2 separate regions of the Mus musculus genome follow, and region 1 is linked to region 2. Evidence: chromatin contacts called from public HiChIP or PLAC-seq data. All regions are on one chromosome and are shown on one strand. Each heading gives the region's core, a stretch centred on a gene start, on an enhancer-like site or on the middle of the called end of the contact. The rest is flanking DNA. Distances are from core to core; before and after follow the strand shown. Region 1 holds the start of Micalcl (MICAL C-terminal like). Region 2 overlaps Dkk3 (dickkopf WNT signaling pathway inhibitor 3).

Evidence for each region. HiChIP or PLAC-seq counts read pairs in DNA pulled down with a chosen protein or histone mark.
Region 1: an SMC1A HiChIP or PLAC-seq map of the NIH/3T3 cell line shows a contact between it and region 2, with 9 times the contacts expected there. The contact joins the promoter of Micalcl here to the enhancer-like site in region 2. A contact is called at or near these places in 3 of 39 promoter capture datasets (embryonic stem cells, liver and stem cell-derived epiblast-like cells), 2 of 15 datasets of contacts at CTCF or cohesin (both in the NIH/3T3 cell line), 1 of 484 Hi-C or Micro-C datasets (bone marrow-derived macrophages), 1 of 115 datasets of contacts at active chromatin or transcription factors (pancreatic cancer cells) and 2 of 9 other capture datasets (adipose tissue and macrophages).

What each region holds. Positions count from the first base shown.
Region 1 is chr7:112,373,259-112,376,170 of GRCm38.p6, reverse strand. It overlaps Micalcl (MICAL C-terminal like), which reads right to left and starts at 1,314. Exons shown (of 10, transcript NM_001381862.1): 1 at 802-1,314; 2 at 82-156.
Region 2 is chr7:112,136,979-112,139,678 of GRCm38.p6, reverse strand. All of the region lies in intron 4 of Dkk3 (dickkopf WNT signaling pathway inhibitor 3), which reads left to right. Among named protein-coding and RNA genes, the nearest start is that of Dkk3, 21 kb to the left of the region's middle. Within about 2 kb of position 1,273, at least 58 of the 459 cell types and tissues checked have an H3K27ac peak or open chromatin away from gene starts, as enhancers often do. A contact at or near this core is called in the NIH/3T3 cell line, adipose tissue, liver and 1 more, where this site is marked.

The DNA of each region.
Region 1 (2,912 bases), core at 65-2,564, 240 kb before region 2:
TCCAGGCTAGGCCAGAGAAGATACCATGTAAGGAATGAGCGAGACTGCCCTCCCCCACCCCTCCCCCTGCCCATGACTCACTGGACTGGAATCTTCTTCTCCAGTTCTGGTATTTGCTTGGAGTTGGAGACTGGAGGCTATGGGCCCGCTGCAGAGCTGAGGAGGGAGTAAGAGACCATTAGCTGTGTAGGGGAGGAATTTGTCTCCCATGGCTTACTCACCAAAAGTTAGCAGGAAGATGCTTAGGATGGGCGGAGACACTTCTTATCATAGTGTACTTCTCTGACCCCCCTCCCATTATTCATTAATTCATTCATTCATTTACTCACTCACTCATTCATACACACGTCCATAAAATAATTATATAGGAGGCTGGGGAGATGGTTTGATTCCCTGCAACCCAGATGAAATGCTGGGAGCAGGAAGGAAAGCCTTCCCCAGGAAAGGGCACATTAATGAGTTGCCCAGTGCTAACTGGTCAGGCCTGGAGACACATACTAGTAACACTATATAAACAAGACAGGTTATTTTTAGAAATATATCTGTATGATACAAATACATATATGCATGCAATAGCAATTAAGGAAAAAGGCCATGATTTCAAGTAGAGGAGGGAGAACTGTCTAGGAGAGTCTGGAGGGAGGGAAAGAAAAGGAGAAATGTTGTAATTAGATTCCAATCTCAAAAAGTAACCTGGCTGTAGAGGCATGTGTCTGTAATGGCGGTAGTCCTACAGTGAGATGGGAGAATAGAAACATCAGGAGAGACCCTGCCCCAATAAAGTAGAAAGTGAGAACTGACTCCTGGAAGTTGGGTTCCTGCGGAAGCACTTTTGCAGGGCCCTGTGTGCTTCCCCTCTGCCTGGCTGGGCCTTGAGCACAGGCACTGGCCGCCCCGAACCTCAGAACAGATGTGGCATCCAGCTGCATCCTGTTCCTGTGCAGGGCTCTCAGGCACGGGCCCCCGTGCTTCCATCATAGAGAAAGGAGGGGCGTGAGCGCACATGTGAGGGGCAGAAGGTAGAACTGGGAGGTATGGGGGAGGAAGAGACCCCCAGGAGGGGTCTGGGTGTGGGAGAATGAACAGGGAAGGTTCGAACACAGAACTCTTTGGATCCAACACCTCTCCAGTGAATGTTCTCTCACCTCACTTAGACATCAGCCCACCCCTGTGAGATCCCACCCCTGTGAGATCCCACCCCTGTGAGCTGACTTGAGCACTGCCATGCCAGCCACTACCTGGGTTTCCTTTCTCAGGACCAGAACCTTCAGCTCCTTAGGGTCTCTGCTTTAACCTCAGTGGGATAGTGGAACTGATGGCTCAAGTGCCCCACTGGTGGTAATAGGCCACGTAGGCATAGTTTCACCATAGTGAGGTCATAATATAATAAGAGTCCTAGGTCAGAGGCCCGGCTCCATGGGTTCTGTGAAGCTTGGGTCGAGACATGTCCCAGGAGGCTCAGGTATTTGAATGCTTGGGCACTGAGAGGGCTGGACTCGGAGAATGTATAGCCTCACCCTTCTTCCCGTTCACTTTCTGCTTTGTGTTTGCTATTGGAGAGGTGAGCTCCCAGCTTCTTGCTCTGGCCGCCACCGCTGCTTGCCGCCTGCTGTCAGGCCTCCGTGCCATGCTGGACTCTCATCCCTCTGGAACCGTAAGCCCAAATAAATCCATCCTTTTCTAAGTTTGTCCTGGCCATGGTGTTTTACCCATATGTCAAGCTTTTCCCAGAGAAAGTGAGCAGACGCCATTGTGAAAATGCAGGTTAAGTATTTTAAACACCACAAAGCAAGCATTTGAGCCCATCTCTGGAGTGCTGATGTGAGCTCTGGGTTTAATAGACAAAGATCTGGGTCAGGAGGCAAGAGAACAAAGTCCAGGTGGGGCTGGTTAATCAGTGTTTTGTTCTGGCTCTGCACAGTGACTAGAAGAAACATCTTAGTGCTTGAGAGAACAGGCCACGCCCTTCTCATGATCATGGAGGCTGGGGGTGGGCTGTGTGCGATCTCATCACCGTGACCGTTTGCCATGCTCTGCTGCTCTGAAATCTAAGGAGTGACTGTAGGTTAGAACAGTGACTGGAAACCTGTAGACTTCTTTGGGGGCCTGGAACAGGACTCTATAAGGGCTAAAAGTAAGCCAGGATCACTCTCTTCTTTATGCCTTCAACCTTGGCAGGTGGGAGAGATGGGGCGGGTATCACTTAGTTCAACACAGACGCTTCTGAAGTGATTGACACTCAGGAGTCTGGCCCAAAGCTTGGACAAAGACAGAAGCAAATTCAGGTAGAAAGGCCGGGTTTCCTTGCTCTGTATCAGCCTGTGGGCCCAAGTGAGCAGCAGCATTGGTCTCCTAATTTTGAGATTATAATATAAGCACATCATCTCTCCCTTCCCTTTCCGCCCTCTGGACTGTCCCATGTTCCTGTCCTTGCTCTCTTTCAAATTCATGGCCTCGGTTTTCCCCCAATAATTGTTGTTACACACACACACACACACACACACACACACATTCCTAAATATAACCTGCTCTGTTTGTATATTACTCGTATGTGTGTTTTCAGGGCAATGGGGTCTTGTGTTCTTCCCACTCTTTCTTCCCCTCTCAGCACGCCTTAGTTGACTCCAGTTCTTTGTGTAGGGTTGAGTCCACATGGGCTTTCCCCCCACCCACGTTGGCATGTGGATGTCCTAACTCGGCTTCCGTTTAGGTAGTCATGTTGGTGAGACTTCATGGATGTAGCATCTGACATGACTAGGAAACACAATCTCATTGAAAACATCCCAGTTCTCTGGATCTTACAATCTTCCTGCTCCCTCTGGATTCAGCACTTTTCAGCAAAAGAATCTGTCTGTCTGTCTGTCTGTCTCTTTCTGACTCTGTCTCTGTCTCTCCCCCCGCCCCTTTTTTCT
Region 2 (2,700 bases), core at 24-2,523:
CCAGGTCCTCAGGCATAAGGTGCAACAGGTAGCATTTCCCCAATGTGTGCATGCAGCTTAGGGAGCCAGACGGTAGGTTCACACTGCTTCTGTGCAGCTGCCATCAAAGCCTTCGTCTAGCCGGGCGTGGTGGCACACGCCTTTAATCCCAGCACTCGGGAGGCAGAGGCAGGCAAATTTTTGAGTTTGAGGCCAGCTTGGTCTACAAAGTGAGCTCCAGGACAGCCAGGGCTATACAGAGAAACCCTGTCTTGAGAAAACAAACAAACAAACAAACAAACAAAAAACAGAAAAAACAAAACAAAGCCTTCCTCTCCCACCCCAGGGTCTTGTGTAAGACAGGAGGGCTTCCTTCTCATCTTGAAAGCAGGGGAGACTCAAGCCCTTTGCATTCTTGATGGGCTTCCTGGAAGAGGCGGCGATTAGGCTGTATTTGCAAGGGTGTCTGAGAATCAGTTGCATGGGGGAGGGGCATTCCTCACTAAAGCATTGTTTGTTCAAAGCCAAGAAGACAAGAGCCTTAAGAACTGCAGAACACTTATTTCGAATGCCAGGCCATGGTAGGAACAGCAGCTGACGCTGGGAAGGGGTGGGGATTGGGTCAGGAGACTTGGAGAACCCAGCCAAGGAGTCAGGAGACATGCTGAATTAGGCATGTTCTGTGTCCACAAGGCTTTATCACTTTCTGTATTCCGTTTATGAGCTATCACATGATTTCCCCAAGCAGGGAGCCAGGAGGACTCGGCTTGGGTGGCAGAGATCATCTCTGAGAATGCAGCTTTGCTCAAGCTCAAAACCCAAGTCCCCGTCAGGCTGTAGAGTCTGTGTCCTGCAAGAGCCTGGCTTTGGGCCTAGAAGTCTGGAACATTTTACTTGAATGTGGAGCATGGGACAGATAACTCACACTGATTGTACCAATAATCTGGTTAGGCCAATGCCATTAGCTGCAGAGATCACAATGAGTTCTGTGACCTCTGCACATGTAGGGGCCAAACAGTGTCTGGTGCAGGCGTGTGGCTGTCTTTCTGCCCGGGGAACTTAGTGCTTCTTCCAGGCACTGACCCAGCGGCCTTTGCATCCTGTTTGTCAGATCTGTGGAGTCTTGCCCTTCTTTGCCCTTGGCGTGGTTCTGAAAACCACAAAGCTGTAGGCCCATCTTGTTTTGTTTTTAAAATAATATCACAAATGTAATAGAAGCAGGGTCTGCCATTCTCCCCATGGCTGGCCCCTCATTCGGTCACCGTGACTCAGATGTGATCAGATTAAGGAGCCCCTCCCCAAACCCAGCCACTTTCGAGCCAGGGTAAATACAAGCTGTGGAGAAATGACTAAGAGTTCCATAATACCTAGTGATTATGACGACAGCGAAGAGTCGACACAGTGAAAGCTAACATCGACTACTGTGTGCCAGGTACCTTGTGAGAGGTTTCTAGTACCCCTCCCACCATCTGCATGGTAGCCATCCAGGGATGATAATCATTGACCCCCATTTTACAGATGGAATAATGGAAGCACAGAGAAACAATCCAAGCTAGTAGGTGGCAGGACCAATACTAACAGGAGGGATAGAGCTTTGAAGTCTTTACTGACTCCAACAAACATATCTCTTCAGTGGAGTTTTTGTGTATTTGCTTGCTTGCTTGCTTCTATTTTTTAGTGGCCTGATCTCATGCAGCCCAAACTAGTTTCAAACTTGCTATATAGCTGAGGTTAACCTTCAGTTTTTGGCCCTCCGGGGGTAGTGGTGGGGACAAGTGGATCTCAGGTTCTCACTGGCCAGCCAGTCTACCTAAGACGGTATGGTGAGCTGCCGGTTCAGAGAGACACGATCTCAAACAATAATGTGAAGAATAATGAAGAAAGAGAAATGTATGTCAATGTCTGGTCCTCCCACACCATAAAAAAAAAAAAAAAAAAAAACAGACCCAGCTTTCAATTCTTGTGGGTGTGTACTCAGGAGTGGGATTCCCAGCATATGGGATCTTTTCTTTTTTTTTTTAAATATGTATATGGGTGTTTTGCCTACATGTATGTCTATGTGCCAGTCTCCTGCCTGGTGCCTAAGGTGGCTAGATGAGGGCACTGGATCCCCTGGAACTGGAGTTATAGAAGGTTGTAGGCTATTATGTGAATGCTAGGACTCTTACCTGGTTCCTCTAGAAGTGACCTAACCACTAAGCAATCTCTTCAGCCTCTCACAGGACTTTTTGGTTTGGGGTTTGTTGAAAGGCTGCAATATAACCTCCCACAGTGACTTTTGGTTTCAGAACCTGTGTCTGCCACAAGTATATATTCCCCCTCTCAAATCTCATCATTGTAGGCACTGCGAGATACACACACTGGGGCAGGAGGATTTCAAGTTTGAAGCCAATTGTGGGTATGTAGCAAACCCTGTCTCAAAAAGAAACAACATAAAAGCCAAACCCCAAATAACTCCTGGTCTCTCGTGTCCTCGGATGAGGCAATACTTTCCCTGTTCTGATTCCAGAAGTCGCCTCTGCAGCGTGGCAGCCCCTGCCTTGGGGCTTATATACGTATAAGACCCAGAAGAAAACTTATATACTTCTTCTAGCCAGCACTACTGGCCCCACATTCTCAGCCCGGACTGGGGTCTCCAGTTAGTGTGTGCAAAGCTACCCATGGTTATCTTTGAGTCCCAGAGGCTTCTTGGGAGATAGGTCCAAACGGAACCAATGGAGG